Linked DNA regions of Mus musculus: all the other regions are linked to region 1. The links are chromatin contacts, called in public HiChIP or PLAC-seq and promoter capture Hi-C maps. All regions are on one chromosome and are shown on one strand. Each heading gives the region's core, a stretch centred on a gene start, on an enhancer-like site or on the middle of the called end of the contact. The rest is flanking DNA. Distances are from core to core; before and after follow the strand shown. Region 1 holds the start of Mroh5 (maestro heat-like repeat family member 5). Region 2 holds the start of Them6 (thioesterase superfamily member 6). Region 3 holds the start of Arc (activity regulated cytoskeletal-associated protein). Region 4 overlaps Adgrb1 (adhesion G protein-coupled receptor B1). Region 5 overlaps Gm32168 (predicted gene, 32168). Region 6 overlaps Gm19859 (a long non-coding RNA gene).

Evidence for each region. Promoter capture Hi-C pulls out the DNA fragments that hold promoters and counts their contacts. HiChIP or PLAC-seq counts read pairs in DNA pulled down with a chosen protein or histone mark.
Region 2: an H3K4me3 HiChIP or PLAC-seq map of embryonic stem cells shows a contact between it and region 1, with 6 times the contacts expected there. The contact joins the promoter of Them6 here to the promoter of Mroh5 in region 1. A contact is called at or near these places in 10 of 39 promoter capture datasets (the 3T3-L1 cell line, cranial neural crest, embryonic stem cells and 5 more), 2 of 115 datasets of contacts at active chromatin or transcription factors (astrocytes and embryonic stem cells) and 1 of 9 other capture datasets (embryonic stem cells).
Region 3: an H3K4me3 HiChIP or PLAC-seq map of embryonic basal ganglia shows a contact between it and region 1, with 6 times the contacts expected there. The contact joins the promoter of Arc here to the promoter of Mroh5 in region 1. A contact is called at or near these places in 3 of 39 promoter capture datasets (cranial neural crest, embryonic stem cells and liver), 1 of 484 Hi-C or Micro-C datasets (cortical neurons) and 4 of 115 datasets of contacts at active chromatin or transcription factors (embryonic basal ganglia, embryonic forebrain, epiblast stem cells and 1 more).
Region 4: a contact with region 1 is called in an H3K4me3 HiChIP or PLAC-seq map of embryonic basal ganglia, with 8 times the contacts expected there. The contact joins the enhancer-like site here to the promoter of Mroh5 in region 1. A contact is called at or near these places in 16 of 39 promoter capture datasets (the C10 cell line, the HPC-7 cell line, HPC-7-derived erythroid cells and 9 more), 2 of 484 Hi-C or Micro-C datasets (cerebral cortex and embryonic stem cells), 9 of 115 datasets of contacts at active chromatin or transcription factors (SST interneurons, embryonic basal ganglia, embryonic forebrain and 6 more) and 2 of 9 other capture datasets (adipose tissue and embryonic stem cells).
Region 5: a contact with region 1 is called in a promoter capture Hi-C map of hippocampal neurons, with 4 times the contacts expected there. The contact joins the enhancer-like site here to the promoter of Mroh5 in region 1. A contact is called at or near these places in 15 of 39 promoter capture datasets (3T3-L1-derived adipocytes, the C10 cell line, the HPC-7 cell line and 9 more), 3 of 484 Hi-C or Micro-C datasets (embryonic stem cells and nephron progenitors), 6 of 115 datasets of contacts at active chromatin or transcription factors (embryonic basal ganglia, embryonic forebrain, embryonic hindbrain and 2 more) and 1 of 9 other capture datasets (liver).
Region 6: a promoter capture Hi-C map of embryonic stem cells shows a contact between it and region 1, with 4 times the contacts expected there. The contact joins the enhancer-like site here to the promoter of Mroh5 in region 1. A contact is called at or near these places in 14 of 39 promoter capture datasets (the 3T3-L1 cell line, the C10 cell line, the HPC-7 cell line and 8 more), 5 of 115 datasets of contacts at active chromatin or transcription factors (embryonic basal ganglia, embryonic forebrain and embryonic stem cells) and 2 of 9 other capture datasets (adipose tissue and liver).

The regions. Positions count from the first base shown.
Region 1 is chr15:73,837,990-73,841,200 of GRCm38.p6, forward strand. It overlaps Mroh5 (maestro heat-like repeat family member 5), which reads right to left and starts at 1,682. Exons shown (of 11, transcript NM_001368162.1): 1 at 1,579-1,682. It overlaps Gm6569 (predicted gene 6569), which reads left to right. Exons shown (of 4, transcript NM_001374241.1): 4 at 1,440-1,919. The coding sequence ends at 1,900.
Region 2 is chr15:74,719,656-74,722,866 of GRCm38.p6, forward strand. It overlaps Them6 (thioesterase superfamily member 6), which reads left to right and starts at 1,579. Exons shown (of 2, transcript NM_198607.1): 1 at 1,579-2,152. The coding sequence starts at 1,640.
Region 3 is chr15:74,671,095-74,674,305 of GRCm38.p6, forward strand. Arc (activity regulated cytoskeletal-associated protein) reads right to left here and starts at 1,476. Exons shown (of 3, transcript NM_018790.3): 1 at 1-1,476. The coding sequence starts at 1,278. The coding sequence ends at 88. Gm32994 (a long non-coding RNA gene) reads left to right here and starts at 1,919. Exons shown (of 5, transcript XR_003951652.1): 1 at 1,919-2,329.
Region 4 is chr15:74,561,853-74,565,063 of GRCm38.p6, forward strand. It overlaps Adgrb1 (adhesion G protein-coupled receptor B1), which reads left to right. Exons shown (of 31, transcript NM_174991.3): 18 at 2,108-2,249. Among named protein-coding and RNA genes, the nearest start is that of Adgrb1, 47 kb to the left of the region's middle. Within about 2 kb of position 1,714, at least 130 of the 459 cell types and tissues checked have an H3K27ac peak or open chromatin away from gene starts, as enhancers often do. A contact at or near this core is called in SST interneurons, cerebral cortex, embryonic basal ganglia and 5 more, where this site is marked.
Region 5 is chr15:74,470,146-74,473,356 of GRCm38.p6, forward strand. All of the region lies in intron 2 of Gm32168 (predicted gene, 32168), which reads right to left. Among named protein-coding and RNA genes, the nearest start is that of Gm32168, 16 kb to the right of the region's middle. Within about 2 kb of position 1,491, at least 25 of the 459 cell types and tissues checked have an H3K27ac peak or open chromatin away from gene starts, as enhancers often do. A contact at or near this core is called in forebrain and hippocampal neurons, where this site is marked.
Region 6 is chr15:74,373,882-74,377,092 of GRCm38.p6, forward strand. All of the region lies in intron 2 of Gm19859 (a long non-coding RNA gene), which reads right to left. Among named protein-coding and RNA genes, the nearest start is that of Gm19859, 25 kb to the right of the region's middle. Within about 2 kb of position 1,705, at least 2 of the 459 cell types and tissues checked have an H3K27ac peak or open chromatin away from gene starts, as enhancers often do. A contact at or near this core is called in embryonic stem cells, where this site is marked.

The DNA of each region.
Region 1 (3,211 bases), core at 432-2,931:
TGGCCAGAGGTTTCCCTCCTCCACAGCGCTCCCACTCCACGTCTCCACACTAACTAGCTTTAAGACATCTTCAGACAGCAGGGCTCTTCTCACTGCTGTCCTGGCGACAGCGGCTTCACCCAGACCAGAGGCAGCTACCACTGCCCTCTGTACTGTACCTCTGTAACTATACTCACCTGGAACAATGGCAGGCTGATAAAACCATCCTGCCCATGCCCAGGGCTGTCACTGTCCCCTCTCCCACGACCCACTGCAGCCCTCTCTCCTCCAAAACTTGTCTCTACCAGCACCTCAGAGGAATTCCCACAGCCCCTTCTGTGGCTTCACCCGATCCTGGTACTGAGGAGTAAGACAGAGACTTCGAAGGCAGCCAGGGAGACAGGATAGGCTGCAGGGATTGGGGCAGGGTTCACTGGTCCTCTGAGCTGTAGATTGAGGGTGTGACCCTTGCAGGTCCTGCCTGTGCATCTCAAACCATCTGCAGGTCTGGCTCTCCCCACTGGGCTAGGTGGGTCACCTCCAGTTCATCTCTCCTCCTGGCATAACACCCCTCATCCTGCTCAAGGTTCTGACTCAAGAAGGCATTTGTTTATCTACGGAGGTGGAAGAACAGGCTTTGCTGTCTGGCTCATGGCTACAGGCAGTACCTAGTCCAGAGCCTGATTGCACACAGCAGGTGCTCAGTAAGTGCACTAAGTAAGAATAGTAACAGAGGCCCCTCGGCATGGGTGCGGCACTGTGGGGGTTTATTGCAGCCCTACAGCATGGTTTTCCTATCCTTAGACCTTTGCCTGTAGCAAATATGGAATGTTGACCCCAATTGCATTGTGGGAGCCCACATATTTTCTAGCCTGAAACTGGGACTGGTCCCCATCCAGGGGACCAGCATCTGCTGCCATGCCAAGTCCCTGCACCCCGTATCTCCCCGTGAGAGCTCCACTCTCCTTACCCTTGCTTCCTCCTCATGGGAACCAAGCTGAAGACCCCAGGCCAGGCCCACAGTCTGCATATTCACAGTAGTCAGCTTGGATTTTGTTGATCCTCCTGCCCTAACGGCTGCTTGCCGCCACCTGCTGGGTGAATCCTACTATCTGAGCCTCCTGGCTAACTCGCTTCCTCCCCATCTTGAACTTTCTGCCCAGCAGCCTGACTTTTTCATACTCTCGGGACCTTGCAGGCCTTCACAGCCTGCTGATGCTGTTCCTCAGGACAGTGGACAACTTCCCCTTTGCAGGGAGAGGTGACAGGAGGTAGGAGAGAGGTCAGGGATGGAGGCAGGTCCCCCTTAGGTGTTGAGAAGGGGCTCATTTCTCACTCCCCAGTGGTCCCCACCTGTTTCTTCTGGCCCAGTGGCCTCTCCTTCCATGACCCCAGCCTCCCCGCGCCGGGGACAAGCGTGTCCCCCCCCCAGCCCCCGCTGACTGTCGCGCCCGCCGCAGGACCGGCTGCACCCCCCGCACCGCGCTTCCCCGACATCTACGGCGGCGACGCGCAGCTTTGGGAGGCGCATTTCCGCGGCATCGGGCGCGCCTACCGCGCTTTGGGCAAAGAGGACGACTTCGCTATCCGCGTGCTCACCGAGGACTTCACGCTGCCTTTCCCGTTCGCCTGGCCGCCAGGCCCGGACCCGGCCACCGGGCCGCTCTTCTACGACCCGCGGGACCGCGCGGGCTTCGACTTCCTGCTGCGCGGCCCCGGCGCGCCTCCCCCAGCGCTGCTGCGACCCCTGCACGCCACGGCGCAGGCGGCCGAGCGCAAGCGGCGCCTGGAGCGCCTGGCGCTGAGCTACGCCGGCGCTGGCAGGCCACCCGGCTTGGTGCTGCTGGCGCCCGCCGCCGCCGCCTTCCCTCCCGAAGCTGGCCGTCCTGCTTGGCGCGCCCTTCCCCGTGACAGTGAATAAAGCCTCTGCTTCTCCCGTTCCCGCGTCTGGCCTCGCCCTGTACCGTGAACCAGGGAAGCCGGGGAGGGGACGCGGGACACGATGCCTGCACCTTCTCAACCGCCTAGTGAGTCTGAGAGTCAGGTGGAAAAGGTGACTCCGGCAGGCTGTGAGGATGAGATGATCCTGGGGAAGGTGGGAGGTCAGGACTTCATCCCCCAGTTGTCATTCTTGCTCAGCTCTAGGATGGGAAGTTACACGATCTCATCTGGTGTGGACTGCTTGGCCTCCAAGGAGTAGCTGGATGCTGGCTGTCCTTGTGTCTCACTCCAAGGGCCACCGCGTCTCAGGTTTCTATGACAGTCGCTAGGGATGCACAAGGGTAGAGTGTAAGCATGGAAAATATGAGAGAGGCAGTGTCAGGAAGGAGTTCTGACAGTCTCCAGCCTGCCTTCTTCTCTGTCCCCTCCCAGAAGGATCCTGTCTACTCCCTTGAAAATCCGAGAGGATTTCCTGGAATATGGCACATGTGACCTGGGCTTCCAGCTTGTCCCTATCTAGGTCGAAAATTTTAGGCAGAAGTCTGTGTGGGCAGCAAGGAAGGACTGCCTAGCCCTGGTGACATCTCTACATCGTGTGATATCAAGCAGTAAGGCTGAGTGGCCTTTAGTGAAAGGGCCAGGCTCCATCCTGATTTGGGGGGTGGGGGACCTTTGGGTTCCTGGTGTAGAGGAGCCTGTGGGCTGGAGGCCCGTTTCCACACAAGAGCATCTGGACTTGAGATTTTGCTTCTGTTTTTGTTTGTTTCTTCTAATACAGGAGTTATTTATAATTTCCCAGTGCTGGGAGGAAAAAAAAATTCCAAGTCTTGGCAGAACAACTTAGATGGAATGTTCACTTTAGGGGATGTGGTGGAGAAGCAGGGACAGGAGAGGGAAGAAAGAGGGGGAAGAGGAGAAGGAGCAGGAGGAGGAGGGAGAGGAGGAGGAGGAGCAGGAGGAGCAGGAAGAGAAGAAGGAGGAGCAGGAGGAGCAGGAGCAGCAGGAGGAGCAGGAGGAGCAGGAGCAGGAGGAGGAGCAGGAGGAGGAGCAGGAGCAGGAGGAGGAGCAGGAGGAGGAGCAGGAGGAGCAGGAGCAGGAGCAGGAGGAAGAGGAGGAGCAGGAGCAGGAGCAGGAGGAGCAGGAGGAGCAGGAGCAGGAGGAGCAGCAGGAGCAGAGCAGGAGCAGGAGCAGGAGCAGGAGCAGGAGCAGCAGCAGGAGCAGCAGCAGGAGCAGGAGCAGGAGGAGCAGGAGGAGGAGCAGGAGGAGGAGCAGGAGGAGGAGCAGGAGGAGG
Region 2 (3,211 bases), core at 329-2,828, 880 kb after region 1:
CTCAAAGAGCCAAAGGTCCCTGAGCAAAGTTTCTGCATCCAGCATTCCTATTCATCCAGTGCTGGCAGGGGAAGAGGCATATTGAGCAATCCTTGGCACGGTATTGCCTTCTGCAGACACCGTGGTCGGTTAGAACAACCAGACCAGGCAGTCAGGGTTCGGCTATGAGATAGACATGCATTATATACACGTGAACCTTCAGCGAGGTGTGCTCAGGTCCCTGGGAGAGGACTCTGGCAATGTGACACAGGCTGGGGTACAGGAGAGGAAAATGAGAGCAAAGTGGACAGTGTGTAGAAGTGACGAGAGCAGCCAACAGAAAGGCTGGGAATGAAGGATGGTGACAGGAACAGAGGGGAGCCTGGAGGTGGGTGCTCATTCACATTCTTTCCTGTTTCAAAGGCCTGGCTACCAGTGGGCAGATCTCTCCCCTGGAGGCAAGAGACAGGGTGGACAGTAGGTGACAGAAAACCCATTATCTGAGCAATGAACTTAGAGAGCCTTACTTAGTCTCTTCCTTCTGAGGATCTGTCCCTCCCCAAGCTAGAGTACAGACCAGGACAAAGTGGGTGTTGTAAGTGTAACCAGTATGCGGGGAAGGTTCTTCTTCCGGTCCTTTGAAGCTACCCTAATAGGCAGTGAATTCCTTGTCTCTCCAGAGACCCCAGGCACTCGCTTTGCCAAAGCTCCTAGCTTCAGAAGTAAAACTGAAAAAGACCTGTGCTCTGGTCAGTGACTACAGCGGACCCACCCAGCTCAGCATGGGACAGTGGAGTGATGCTGACCAGGGTATCTGGAAGGCCATCAGCCCATCCATCCCTGGGCTCCCTACCAGTCACTTGCATACAGGATTGTTACAGAGTCCTGGAGAGGAGAGACAGCCTGACCTTGGGACCTACCCCTATGCCAAAGAAAAGGGACTGACATTCCACAAACCACGGTCTGCACCTTTAGCCCGGTTGATAATGTCATTTACATTCATCACACCCCTCTCCATGCCCCACCTCTCCTCCATCTTGCATTAAAAGAGATAAAGGGTAGGAATTATTGGGGTGTACTTGGGATAATCAAGATTTTTGGCGGGCGGGGACAAGTAACGTGCATGCAGACTGAGACTGAAAGACACCCGGAAGACCATGAACGTCCCAGGGGCCGTGCAGAAATGGGATGTCTGGATAGGCTCTCAGCATCCTTGGAGATGCATTGTTTGTTTTCCTGGCAAAGTTCCCCAGCTGCTCCGCAGAAGTTCTGGAATTCTTTGGCTATGCTCATCTGAGCTACTGACTGGATCACTAGCGGGAGCAGGCTTCCTTGTCACTCTTGCACCTGCAGGGCCGAGCGCCGTAGCCAGGTGGCGCTGTACTGCTCGGAGCGTCCCGCCGTGACCCGCCCCGCCCCGAGAAAAGCGAAAGCCGCTAACGCAGAGGACCCAGACTAGGCCATCGAGGACGCGCGCAGGGGGGAACCAGTATCTGTGCGAGCTACTCCAGCTCACGGCGCCGCTGCCTCTGGAGTACTCCCCCTCGGACTGCTGGAAGAGTTGGTGCGCTCCAGTCCTCGGAGCTCCCAGGCTTCAGGGCCGGCCGGCAGCAGGCAACCTGCGCAGCGGGCTCCTGGACACCAGGTGCCCGCTGCCAAGATGCTGGAGCTGTTGGTGGCGTCGTTATCCCTGGCGCTCGCCTTCTTTGCGCTGCTGGACGGCTGGTACCTGGTGCGCGTGCCGTGTGCTGTTCTGCGCGCACGCTTGCTGCAGCCGCGGGTCCGCGACTTATTGGCGGAGCAGCGGTATGCCGGCCGGGTGCTGCCATCGGACCTGGACCTGCTGCTACACATGAACAACGCGCGCTACCTGCGCGAGGCGGATGTGGCGCGCGCTGCGCACCTGACCCGCTGCGGTGTGCTGGGGGCGCTGCGCGACCTGAACGCGCACACGGTGCTGGCCGCCTCGTGCGCGCGCTATCGCCGCTCGCTGCGCCTGTTTGAGCCGTTCGAGGTACACACGCGACTGCAAGGCTGGGACGACCGCGCCTTCTACCTGGAGGCGCGTTTTGTCAGCCTTCGCGATGGTTTCGTGTGCGCCTTGCTGCGTTTCCGACAGCACGTGCTGGGCACCTCGCCGGATCGAGTAGTACAGCACTTGTGCAAACGGAGGGTGAGCAGCCCCACCCCGATGCCCCGGCCCTGTTTGGCTCTCAGCCCTCTCCCGCGAGAAAAACCCCTTTGAAGTTCTGGGACTGTTCCAATGTCGGAACACTTTTGCACGTTTCCTCTGTGTCCAAGGAGTTGCCCTTCTTGGGGTCCCCATCATCTATGAACCAAGGCTTTTCCGTTCAGGCCTAGCCAGTTTTGAATTTACTCCCAAGCACAGAGTTTCTCCTCTCTCCCTCTCTTCTAGAACTGAGATGCTCAGAGTAGGTATCTCAGCTAGGAGTCTGAGTCCTAGTTCTGTGTGTTCTACAGTGCTGAGTCACCCTCTGTGGTCTTTGGTTTTGAGTATGGGATAAAAGGATGTCAGTTAGAAGCAGTTGCTGGGAATTCTAGTGGACTCGAGGCCCTCTTTGGCGCAGCTTGCAGCAGAGAGGACTGGGGGTTGGATTGACCCCAGGGGACCACAAGCCTTGAGTCTTTCCAAGGTTGGAAGGAGGAGAACCCTGTGCCTGCTGGGACACAAGGCCCCTCCCCAGGGTCCACTCCTCTAGCACGGTGGCAGAGCTAGCTACTGCAGTATAGCAACTGTGACCTTGGAGACAGCCAGAGTAGTGATGGTTGCCAAGGCAGGCTCCTGAAGAGTACCAGGGCATGCCCCACCCTATTGTTCCCGCCTGTCTTGGACAAGTGCCTCCTCTTAGAGTATAGGAATGACCTTACATCAGTGCTGAGGGGCTATATCTGAAGGGAAACACGGGCTCGAGAAGTCCTCCCAGCAATTGGTGGCAGAGAAGGCTCTCCCTCGCTTTCTCTCTTTATCTAGTCATGAGTTCCCATGGGCTGTTTGGTACTGGTTGATAAAGTGCCTGTAAGGGGTGAGGGGACTGGAGGTGCAGCCCCAGCTAGCAGTAACAGCTTGGAGGAGGCGAACTGAAGCACCCTGGCAACTCAGCTCAGCTGGAGGCCAGGGGGGTTGGCTGGGAGTTTCCATGGTTACTTGGGTCCCAGGCAGAGGCAGATATGGTACAAGACAGGCCAAGTCTGGGGTAGGGTTCTGTAAGCT
Region 3 (3,211 bases), core at 226-2,725, 830 kb after region 1:
TTGGGAGTCAGCCCCAGCTCAAGTCCTAGTTGGCAAAAGCCACAGGCTGGGTGTGGCAGGCGGGCTGGGGACCCTGGGCTGGCCCCTCTATTCAGGCTGGGTCCTGTCACTGGCTACTGACTCGCTGGTAAGAGCAGGTGTGAGTGCCTCCGTCTCATCCTCTGTGGGCAGTGGGGTGCCAGAAGGCTCAGCTGCCTGCTCCAGGCCGTCCTGCACTTCCATACCCCTCTGGATAAGCTGCTCCAGGGTCTTGGGGAGTGGGTGGCGCAGAAAGCGCTTGAGTTTGGGCTGCAGGGTGCCCACCACATACTGAATGATCTCCTCCTCCTCAGCGTCCACATACAGTGTCTGGTACAGGTCCCGCTTGCGCCAGAGGAACTGGTCGAGTGGTTCACCCTGCTTCTGCGGCAGCTCCAGCTCCCGCTGAATGGCTTCACGGGAGAGTGTACCCTCACTGTATTGCAGAAACTCCTTCTTGAACTCCACCCAGTTCTTCACCGAGCCCTGCTTGAACTCCCACCACTTCTTGGCTGGCCCATTCATGTGGTTCTGGATCTGGGACAGCCAATATTCTTCAGAGCCACCCACCTGCCGCAGGTACTCTTCCAGGTGGCTCAGGAACTCCCGTGGGTCCTCGAAGATCTGTGTATCCACACCAGGGCTCGGTTGCCCATCCTCACCTGGCCCCCAAGACTGATATTGCTGAGCCTCAACTGACTCCTGTTCAGGCAGTTCTCCTGCGGCAGGTGGCGGGGTGATGGCATAGGGGCTAACGGTATAGTCATAGCCATCAGCTTCCTGGCAGTAGGGCTCTGGACCCCCCACACCTACAGAGACAGTGTGGCGGGCCGGCTCGCTGCCCACTGGGTATTTGCCGCCCATGGACTCCAGGCGGTCAGCCCACCTCTCCAGACGGTAGAAGACCTCCCTCCACACGTGCATCTCACGCTTGACCCAGCGCTCCAGGTTGGCGATGGTCTCCTGGCAGCGGCAAAGACAGGCCTTGATGGACTTCTTCCAGCGCTGTGAGTCGCCGGTGGGCACGTAGCCGTCCAAGTTGTTCTCCAGCTTGCCCACCGACCTGTGCAACCCTTTCAGCTCTCGCTCCACCTGCTTGGACACTTCGGTCAACAGATGCCGGTGGGTCCTCCGTACGTGTTCCAGCATCTCAGCTCGGCACTTACCAATCTGCAGGATCACATTGGGTTTGGCGGCCGGCCCACCCCGCGGGGCAGGGTAGGCGTGGAGGCCGCCGGTGGTCATATGGTCCAGCTCCATCTGGTCGTCGGTGCTGCGGCTCCGAACAGGCTAAGAACTCCTCTGAGGCAGAAGCCGGAAGGGAGCAGAGCCGGCGGCTGCAGCGGCAGTGGCAGGTGTGCGGTGCCGGAGGAGCTTAGCGAGTGTGGCAGGCTCGTCGCCGCTGAAGCTAGAGAGGCCCAGAGACTGCGGCTGCGGGAGAACTCGCTTGAGCTCTGCACCGAAACCGCCACCAGCGGCTATTTATGCTGCGCGGGGCCCGTGGGCGGCAGCTCGTGGAGCCCTGGCTCCCATTGGCGGCGCCCAGGCTCCGCGCCAGAGCCCGCCCGCGCCCTCTCCTGCCGCAGGCCCCGCCTTCCGCGCCTACTCGCTCCCCTCCCGTGGGTGCCCTCAAGGACCCGCCCCTTCACAGCCCCGAGTGACTAATGTGCTCTGCTGCGCGCCTCCCACCGGGAGGGATTTTGGGGACCGGAGACACTCTCCTCTACCTAGTCCTGGGCAGCGAGGATGAGGCTAAGGCAGGTTATTACCTACTGTTTGCCCTGGGGCCTCATGATCTCTTTTCTTAGGGAGCAGCTGGACGTTACCCCTCTGAATCTTTGATGCGCCCATCCTGACTCTTGCCCATCCTGACCACACAGTATGCAACTTCAGAAGTGCCTGGTAGGAATCTCTCACTCCAAACCCTTCTATCCTCAGCTGCCTTTGGTTAGCGGGACACACACACACACACACACACACACACACACACACACACACACCTACTTCCTGCCCAACCTTGCCCCAAGAGTCATAAGTCCAAATCCTAGCCTGGTCCAATATTGTTCGGGAACTCCACTCAGGCAAGGCTTTTTCTGGACCCCTTCATAGGTTTGTGGACACTGAGTGGCCCTGTCTGTGTGTCAGTGGCTGAACAGGGCCGCAGTGCCCTGAAACAGATGTATCACTTGAACCTGTACAGACACTGGGGTAGGGCATAGGGATATCAAGATGTGTAGGCAACATTGCTGAACCCTGAAGTCCCTAGGACCCAGCCACAACTGGACCAGAAGCTTCTCAAGCCTTCCAAGAGGTTAGTCCGGAGGAAGGAGGGAGGGAGAAGGAGGAAGGAGGGGAAGGAGCCTGCAGAGGAAAGCAAGATGCCATATAAGGAATGGGGCTCCGGAAGCTGAGATTCCCTCTAGAGGGAGGCCCCTTCCGATTCCCTGGCAACAGCCAACAGCGCTGTGGTGCAGTGGGGGAGGGCATCCTTCTTGACTTACACCAAGCCAGAAACACAGGTCTAGGTCTCCCATTTCCTGATGTTACTTGGGGACATATCACTGCCCACAGCAGAAGCCTACAGGGGCCCACAGACACATGGTGCCTGCAAGAACCCCCTTTCCTCTCTGCCAGCTCCCCCTCTCTCACACTCATACATACACACTGAACACTCATACCAACCAGCACTTAGCCCACTCACACCCTTCCATGTAGACTCATGCCCCCCACTCACGGCCCTCTCTGTGGACTCATGCCCCCCACTCATGGCCTTCCACACACACACCAGTGGCCCCCACTTGTAATCCACGTGTACTCACATCTCAGCTTCTCCCACCCCACTTTTGCTCACACACCTACAGAACTCTCCTAACCTCATATCCCTCAGAGCCCCCTCCTCTGTTTTCAAGAAGCTTTGGGGAGCCCTGCCTCTCTTAGAGCCAACCTGTCCCCCCTCCCCCCCCCCTCCACACACACACCCAGGGCTTCCATCCCTGAGAGGAATGTCTTTCTGGGGGAAAAAAAACTCCCCTAAAATGGCTCTCCTGGCATTTCTAATTAGAGGTGAGTAGGCGGACACAGAAGGCAGGCAGAGGGGCATCACTGCAGGGAGGGGAAACAAGCAGAGAAATTGCTAGAATAGGGACTAACTAGAGTTTTCCTATGGGGGAATCCTGGGAGCCGGGAGCTGCAG
Region 4 (3,211 bases), core at 464-2,963, 720 kb after region 1:
GGGGTAGAGGTAGCCAGAGGCATGCCTGGCACACAAGTGTGATCTTTGAAAACCTCTAGGGATGGTGCAGAATCTGGGGTCCTGTTCAGAGCAAGGGGCTTTGGGGGGGAGAGCCCACAATTCCTTTCCTGTTCTCTTTGTACCCTAGGTCCCTCCCAATAGGATCTGAAGTCTTCTCTGGTGGGGATAATATATGTTTGTCCTGGGCTATAACCAGCTATATAGTGATGGCTGTGCAGGGTAACAGGCTGGTACTTGAGTAGTGGTTGTCTCGGTTCCCTGGAGTTGATACTGCGGCTGCCCTTTGGGGACTGGCAAAGTGCTGATGGGACAGGGTCTCAAGGTTCAGAGGCTTTCCTGAGGGCTAAAACTCTGCATTGGAGGACCTTTCCTTTTCCTCTATCTACTCTGTATTCCTGCTCTCGCTGTGGACAAAGAGGGCCCTCAGGTAGAACCTTGGGCCTCAAATCCTGGCATTCATGGGCTGGGAGCCTTGTAGTTTGGTGTGCACTGCATCTCAGAGTGAGCTAACCAGCATAGGGGATGGAGAGGAACCCACAAAGCCCAGAGCAGCGCTACAACCCCTAGGCTAGCCCATAACCTGTCAGGCTTCTCTGGAGTAATTCTTTCTGAGGGGCAGAGGGACCGAGAGGGAGATGCAGATGCTGCAAGTCCTACCTCCCTGGGCCTGACTCACTGGGTTGTTGAGAAGAGGGGGAAGGAAGAAAGGAGTCACTGGAAATTAAGGGAAGGCTTAGACTCCTGACAGCTGAGGCTGCTGTTGGCTGCCAGCATGCATTCCAGTCAGGCACTGAGTTGTGCAGCGCTGCGCTGTGTTGGGAGTCCCTCCTCTCTTTAGAGACAAGGAAACTGAGGCAAGGGGGTAAAAGTAACTGTGCTCCTGCAGGTAGGATGCAGCAGAAGTGTTGTGGAAATCCAGATATCTGGCTAGTCTTTTCGTTCTTAGTATATATGTGCAGTCAGGGCTATGTGTTAGTCAGGGCTGTGCCCAGGGAAGTTGTCTAATGCCACCAGAGAAAGCAACCAGACAAAGAAAACCCACCGCAGGTGTAGATAGGCAGGCCCATTCCTGTCTGTGGATTTTATAGTCTTTGCTGGCACTGCGGAGGGGGCCTGGAAAAGGCCTCAGGCCATCGTTCTGGCTAGGAATGGAAGCTACAGCCTAAAGGCTTCCTGGGTACATAGAGAGGACATCTGGCTGGCCTCCCAAAGCCTTGGGCTGGGAAAGGGTAAAGCCTTCCTGGCCTTGGGTTCAAGAGACCACTCCCACCTGCAACTCTTGTTAGCCCAAATCCTGGGGGGTGCTTCTGGGACTGAGTTCCAAAAAGGTGGCCCCTGGCACTTCCTGTAGGGCAAGCTCAACCCCAGGGCCAGAGGGTGAAAGATGGAAGCTGGCAACTTTCTGTTTAGAGACCTGCCTGGTAGGCCCCGGGGGGTTGGTGGGGGTAGAAAAAGAAGGAGGGGGTGTTTGCTGGAATCCTTCAGATCCTGGTGCATCCAGAACATAGCTAACTAGCACTTTGCTTAACTGAAATGGGGCCAGCGGAGGCCTGGAGGCAGCAGGAGGGGCCAGGGTCAGCGCGCAGAGGGAAGTTTCCAGCAGCTGGCCAGCTCCCTGCAGGGAGGGCTGTGCTAGTCCCGTACTTGGAGCCGCAGATACCCTGGCGGCCGGTCCTGGAGGATGCAGCCGCGCGGCCGCGCGGGATGGAGCCATCCCAAGGTCACCAGCTCCGAAGAGCCCCGGGCTGTGAGGCTGGGGTACTCCGGGACGGCCCCTCGCGCGCCCCCGCGCCAGGGCCTCGGGCTCGCGCGGGCTCGCGGCCGGGCAAGCTGGCGGGCGGGGCGGCCGGGCCCCGGGCCAGCTCCCGCCTCCCTCCCGCCGCTCCCGCGGCTCGCGCTCCCGCGGGCCGCGCTCCGCGTCTCCAGCGCGCGGCGGGCGGTGCAGAGCGCGGCCATGGGCGCCGGGGCGGCGGGTCCTGGCGGCGGGGCGGTCGCGCGGCGGGCGCAGGTGCGGGCCGGGCCGGGCCGGGCGGGCGCGGAGCCCGCGCGCCGCCGCTGACGCTGTCTCCCGTCCCGCCGCCCGCAGACCCTCCTCCTCCGCCCCCCCGCAGCTCGGGCCCTGGTCGTGGCGCGGCTGCCGCACGGTGCCCCTCGATGCCCTCCGGACGCGCTGCCTGTGTGACCGGCTCTCCACCTTCGCCATCTTAGCCCAGCTCAGCGCCGACGCGGTGAGACCCGGGCGGCGGGGGGCTCGGGGCGCGGGACGCGGGCGGGGACATGAGCGCGGGCGGGCGGGAGGCTCAGGGCCAGGCCCGGCTCCCCCCAGGGGTCTCAGCGCCTGGCAGCCACAGTGTCCCGTTGAAGTCCTGGAGATGGTGAGTGGGAGCCTGGTGGGTGGCAGTGTGGAGTTTAGAGACCCTCAGGAAGTGACTGTCAGGTGGGTCCTGTCTCCACTCTCCTTGGAGGCCTTGGGCCTTGGAGACCTTACAACTGGGGCTGGGAAGCAGGCCTGTGGACCCCTTCGCTTTGCTTGCAGAGAACCGAGAAGAGGAGCTCCTTCGCACAGCGCTTCTGCCTGCCCCCGCCCCAGTGGAGCCTGGGCTGCGGAGGTGGCTGTGTCCCCAGGCAGGGTTCTGGGGGTGGCTGAGGCTGCTGGGCCTGGCCCAAGTCCCTAGACAGGCCCCATGGTCTCAGGGGCCTCCTTTTTTTGTTCCTGTGATTCTTGTGGGGGCTGCTGGTTTCTATGGTGACAGCATCTCAGGCCAGCTTGCTGCCTGGGGCTCTGGGTGCTGGCCCAGCCCTCTAAACTGGTGGGCTTTCCTGTCCCTACAGCCTCATGAAGGCCAGGAGAGTGGGGGTAGGGACTGGAGCTGCAGAGTTCTTGGGCCAGACTGGCCCAGGAAGGGAAAGAGACAGGGTCTGAGACCTGGCACCCAGCCCAGCCCAGCACTCTTGTGGAAGAGGCCCCAGGGTTGGAATGAAGGACTCTGGGGAGAGGACTTGGCTCTCCTGGATGTGGGCAGACAGATATTGGCTCTCTGAGAGCCCAAACTCCATGTAGATGCTTGGCCACCCTCTTATTCTCTGAAAGTGAGGAGGGCATACATTGTCAGCTGGGGTCTCATGGACACTCAGAACCAGAGGGACCTCAGTAGCTGCTACCAAACTCTTTGATACCAAACTCTTTGAT
Region 5 (3,211 bases), core at 241-2,740, 630 kb after region 1:
GATGACAAGAGAAGGTACCCCACCTTCCAGCCTTTGTGGCACACTTACATGATACCAAGTGTCCCTCCTAACACTCAGAAGCGCAAACATACTAGCACACACTAACATACTCCCACAAGCTCTACAGATGAGATGCTTTCACAGAGCTATGGAAAATGAGGTATAGAGATGAATCAACAGGCCCAAAGCCCCAGGACATCAGCAGTGTGGCCCAGCCTGGCTCTCAAGCAGACTATTCAGAAAATGAAAGCTGCAGTCACAGATGTCACACAATGGGGTGTGAGGGTAGAGGTGAAATTCTCAAGGATGCTTATGGGCGTCTGGGCTTTACAGGAAGCATCACAGAGACTCGTGCCACTAAGAACTGTTCCAGAAGCTAGTAAGAAGACAACCTTAGTGCATGTGCCTCAATCCAGACACCAATACAATCAGAAGTCTAGATCCTGCTCTACGTGTCTCCAGACTAAGTCTTTCCACTCTCCCACCCCAGGCTAGCCCCACTTCAGAAGGTGGCCATCTCACAGGTTCTCATTCTGCCCAGGGCTATCTCTGCCAGCCGTCCATACCCAAAAAGGCCCTGCCTTACCTCACAGAGAAACAGCAAGCTGCAGAGCAGACACACACAAGGAAAAACAGAAAGACTAAAAAAGAAAGTTCTAGAGAAGAGTATGAGTGACTGCCTACAGGAAATGAAAACATGGGTAGTCCTCCCTCACTTATGAGCGTTCTATAAGGAAGAAGTTCTACTTGGGAGGAACTGTAATGAAACCCTCCATTTTTAGTGTATAGAGGGGTGTGTGCACATGAAGGCATGTGCATACAATCTGTGTATGGGTGAACATGCATGTATGTGTACATGTATGTAGAGGCCAGAGGAGAACCTGGAGTGTTATTCCTCAGAATTCACCTGTCTTGTTGCTGTTGCTGTTGCTGTTGCTGTTGCTGTTGCTGTTGCTGTTGCTGTTGCTGTTGCTGTTGTTGCTGTTGCTGTTGTCGCTGTTGTTGAGACAGGGTCTTTCTGGCCTGGAGCTCATCGGGAAGGCTACGATGACTAGCCAGCAAGCCTAGCAGTTCCTCCCATCTCTGCCTCCACCGCTCTTGAATTACAGATGCCCACTGCCACACCCAGCTTGTTTTCACACAGGTTGTGGGGATCTAACTCAGGTCCTCATGTTTGCAGAGCAAGCAGTTCGCCAATTTAGTTCTTTCCAAGCCCTCTCTTTTTAGAACAAAGGGTAAAAATATATCAAAACTTTCCAGTGTGCTTCCTTTCCAATTTCATACCAATATACATGTACAAACACACACACACACACACACACACACACACACACACACACACACACACACATGGACGCATGTAGACATGTACAAGCCCAGCCAGCCTCTAGGACCTGGCTTTGCCTCACATCCAAGCAGCAGAATCTTGAACGCTCTAATGCAACCAGAGCTGTTCGGGGCCCAGCCTAAGGTCAGCCGACATCCTGGTGACTGATGCTCATGCTGTACCCAGGAGACACTGAGTCAGAGCATGGCTCACACCAGCACTCCCTCTTAGGTATGGAGTTTTCCACTTGGGAAGCAGACCATTTCCTATTCCTCTGGTACCTAATACCCCCTCAAACAAAGGCCACGTGCCCTGAGGCACAGTGTTACCCATACACAGCCTCTGGTCCTTTACTATCTCCTGATCATGTGCATGTATAAGTATATGTGCCTGTATGTGCAACTGAGAGCCAGAGAAGGGCCCTGATGAGGGATGTACAATTACATGAATCAGTGTTGTTATAGCAACTTCAACTCTGCGTCAAACAGAATGCAGCCAGGCACCCCCGGGCACCTTGCAGAATGATGCCTAGAATCAGCAGCAGAGAAGCTGGATCACTACCATCATGAAAGGGCGGTCAAAATGCCAGCCGTGGGCACCCCTTTCCCCAACTCCACCTGCTGAGGCTGTCTTCACCACAGCCTCCCTTCCTCCTACCTGCAGGAGCCCCACAAGAGGCCAGACAACTGTTCCAGCAATCAGTCCCTCCTCCCTAAGATGGCAGTTAAAGAGAAGTACAGCGTCTATGTCACAAAGGAACAGGCAGAGAGCGCCACTAGCGCAGCGGGCAAACAAGAGGGCCTGGGTGAAAAGATCACAGGGGAAGAGGAAAGTGTGGCCCTCATTCCCTTAGGCGCATCCCACTCATAGGGAAAACCTCCTTCAAGCAGGTGGCCCAGCCTACCATGAGACAACTCAGCCAGTGGGCTGTATGCCTACACCACTACGCATACACAAACCTCAGGCCTGAGTGGATGGAGAATCTATGTCACCACATCCCAGCCTACAGACAGCCTCACAGAGGTCCAAGCCTGACCTAGGCTGTCTAGCTGGTGAGAGGCCAAGATGGAATCTGGACCCAGATCCTGCTCCCGCCAAGCTATACTGGCACTAGTCAGGCTTTGGCTACATCTGGGAGCAGCCACAGCCATGGAGCTAGAAGCCTGCAAGGCCAGAAAAACTGCCTGACTGTGCCAGATCCAGATCCCCACGGAGGTCAGCAAAGCTGGGCACAGGTTCAACTTGGGAAGATATGGCCTAACGGGAAGGTGGCTGTGTACTTGCGGATGCCCAAAGCCACTCTCAATGTCTGGAGTGGGACTCCTGAGAGAGGCAGTGTGCCCTCTGCATGAGGCTCAGAGGAGGTCCCAACCAGGTGCCAGGCTGAGCAGCCAGGATGGAGAGAGAACTGGGCCAACCCTGACCACGGCTATGGCCCACAGCAACATGGGCTCAAAGCCAGAGCCTTCTCAGCAGACGCAGGCAGCCTGCTCCCGAAGCTTCACAAGGGAAATGCTAGGACAGGGAGACAATGGGACAGGAGGCCAGCTCGGCAGTCCATGGGAGGCTCATAACAAGGCCAATCCACGGGAGGCAGGAGGGAAAGTCTGACCAGTACCAGAGCCCTGGTGCCATACTCCACCAGTAGCCCGGACAAAAGATATGAAAATGTGGACAGTCTGGAGAACTTCAGAGGCTCTCACCTGGAGGGGGAAGCCAGGGTAGCTCGCACCCTGGCAAACATTTGGACAGAAGGTAGTTCGAGAGGCAGGCTTGGCTCCAACAACGTGCTGCAAAAGCACACACACTAGTATCAACTCAAGACATGCACCTCTGCCCTCGAGAACCCACACCACTCCCTTAACTTTCCAGAGCCCATGTCCC
Region 6 (3,211 bases), core at 455-2,954, 540 kb after region 1:
CCACAAATCAACAACAATAATGCCATCTGTCTGTCCATCCATTTGTGTGTGTGTGTGTGTGTGTGTGTGTGTGTGTGTGTGAGAGAGAGAGAGAGAGAGAGAGAGAGAGAGAGAGAGAGAGAGAGAATGAGAGTGTTTGGGTGAACTCTCTAGAGTTCTTAAAGTCTCAAAGACTGGGTGGACTCAAAGAATCCAAAAGTTAAATATCTCAGTGAAACTGGATTCCATCCTGACCTGACAAAGAATGTACTAGAACGGTCAGAAGACTCGAGCTGAGTCTGTGAAGGGCTGACTAGAGTCAGATTCCTGTCAGGAGCCTCTGCGGAGTGTTCTGCAGTTACCACCAGCAGTGAAGTCCTACAGGAGAGGAAGTCTTTGGATGGGCGTCTGGCTAGAGGGGCCAGCCAGTTAGTATCTGAGAGCTTTACAAAGTACAAAACTGCAATGATAAAAAAAATATAGTAGATTTCAGATTAACAAACTGAAGGAAAGCCAGCCCCAATAAATCAATAGTAGATTGAACTTGCCAAGCATCTGACTTTTATAATTCAGCAGTTTACAGGAGACATATTGAAGTCAGAAAGACACCTTAACATCTTAAAATGAAAGAACAGAGAGCATTAATCAGAAGAAACCTGGGATAATCCCATTAGCAACAGGCAAGAGGGACTTTGGAACAATGGCATCATGTAGGACAGGAAAGGACTATCCTCAACAGTGCTCAGCTTGTAGACAACCTATAAAAGTGCTATAAAATATATAAAGCATACAGTCACAGAGCTGCAGGAAGAGATTTTCAAACCCACTCTCCATTTGTGTCAGGCCAAACAAGGGCAGAGAAGGGATGAGAACAAAACGCTAAGAGGCAGGATTTAATGCATACCAATGCTTTCCATGAAGCCATAAAGGAATATATGTTTCTCTCAAGTACACAGGGAACATTTACAGAAATGGAAAGTTCTAGGCCATAAGGCAAGTCTTACAGTTTCAAAAAATCCTTATCACAGCAAAGAAATTCTCTGAACAAAATGAATCTTTTAGAAAGTGATGAAGAAAAGAATAAATTAAAACCCCACCCTGCAATTAGAAATTTCACAATTTACTTCTTAATTAAAATAGATCAGAGAAAATCATGATAGATAATTACATTTTAACACTGAGAAATAATGAAAATACTGTGTATTTTCACAACCTGAAAGACACAATGAAAAAGGGGCTTTTGGAGGCGAGGTTCCGAGCACAGTTATTTTCTAGACAACTGCAAGGCTTGAGTCAGGTGTGGTGGTGCACACATGTCATCCCGACGCTTCGGAGGGGTAAGCAGGAGGGTCAGGAGTTCAAGGTCATCCTCAGCTACATCCTGAGTGTGATGATGGCTTGGGGCCCATGAGACTCTGTCTCACAACCTTTCCCCACCAAAAAGAAATAAAGTCCATGTGCTAAGCAGCCAACTTTAGAAATCAGAGGCTAACTCTAAAGGACACACCCAAAGATGGAAAGAGACTCAGAGTTGAGAGGACCAACAATAAAATCAAACATGAAATGAAGCAAAAGCCCAAGATGAATCCTTAGAAATACAGAAAAGACAAAGTGTGGGGAAAGCAGAGCAGAAAGACATAAGTGGATACGTAAACAGGATCCCTAGTGAGTCCCAGAAAGAACAGACCACTTACATGCTGTGATTGGATACTAGACACAATGGGCTTGCCTAAGACACATACCTTTTCAAAACCAGCTCAACAAGAAAAACAGGGGCTAGAGAGTTGGCTCTGTCAGTTAAATGAGTGCTGTACACTCAGCAAGACTTGAGTTCAGATCCCCAATATTACATTAAAACAAAACCAGAGAAACAAAAATGCCAAGTTTTGTGCCTCTGTAACCAGTACTGGCAGGAGTGGAGACAGGAGAAGCCCTGGGGTCCTCTGGCCAACGGGCTTAGCTAGCCAAATTGATGCACTCCATGTCCAGTACGATACTGCCTTTAAAAAGTAAAGTAGTACTGGAGAGATAGCTCAGAGGTCAAAAGCACTGACTGCTCTTGCAAAGGACCTGAGTTCAATTCCCAGCACCCATAGGGTGGCTCACAAGCATCTGTAACTCCCAGTATCTGGAGATCCAACACCCTCTTCTGGTTTCTGATGGCACTGCTGACACATGGTACACATATGTACCACAGACAAAGCTATAATAATCAATTCATAATGGCAACGTAGTAGGCAACATGCAGAACTATGGCAAAGAACAGAAACTTCAGACCTAATCCTATACACATACCACAAACTGGCCTTTGACAAAGATGTTATGGCTATTTAGTGGAGCTGTGTAGTCTCTGTTGGGGAACATCACTATTCACAACCTGAAGAATAAAATGAAATGCCAAATTCTCTGCCTCATTCTGTTGTTCTCTCTCATGCGTGTGTATCTCTCCATGTGTGTCTGCTCAGTTTATTGTCTCTTTCTGTCTTTACATCTATCTGTCTCTTGGTCTCTACATTTATCTATCTCTCTCTGTCCCCCTTTCTCTGTCTCCATGACTCTATCTCTGTCTCTCTGTCTCTGTCTCTTTCTGTATTAAACTCTGTGTGTATTTGTGTCTATCAGTCTCTCTCTGTCTCTTTGTCTCTCTGCTTCTGTGCCTCCCCCCATTCTGTATGTGTGTAAAGACATGATGGAATAAAAGGGGGCTAGCTGGGAAGAAGGGGGCTTCATCAAGAGTGAGAGGAGAAGAGAAGGCAACAAGGGTGAATGAAAAGAAGACATTATATACATGTATAAAATTTTCACAAAAATCAATTCAAAATGGCCTATAGACTTAATAGCACAACTTAAAATTATGAAGCTACAGAAAGAAAATATGAGAGAGAGAGAGAGAGAGAGAGAGAGAGAGAGAGAGAGAGAGAGAGAGAACACCAGAGAGCTAGAGAGCCAAGTGTAGTGTCTTACATCTCTTCTCTGAGCACTTGGGAAATGGTGGCAGGAAGTTCTGGACTTTAAGGCTAGCCTTGACTACTCTCAAGTTCTAGGACAGCCTCGGCTACATGGGTCTCAGTCTCAAAAACAAAACCACAGGAGGGTTGGATAATGGTCCAGGACAGTGGTACAAGTAGAGGAAATGTTTCAAAGGCACAGACAGCAAAAGCAAATGTCATTGCCAGTTAAGAGACATCATAACCATGGCAACTCTTCATTGTGAGGAGCATGGGGGCACACA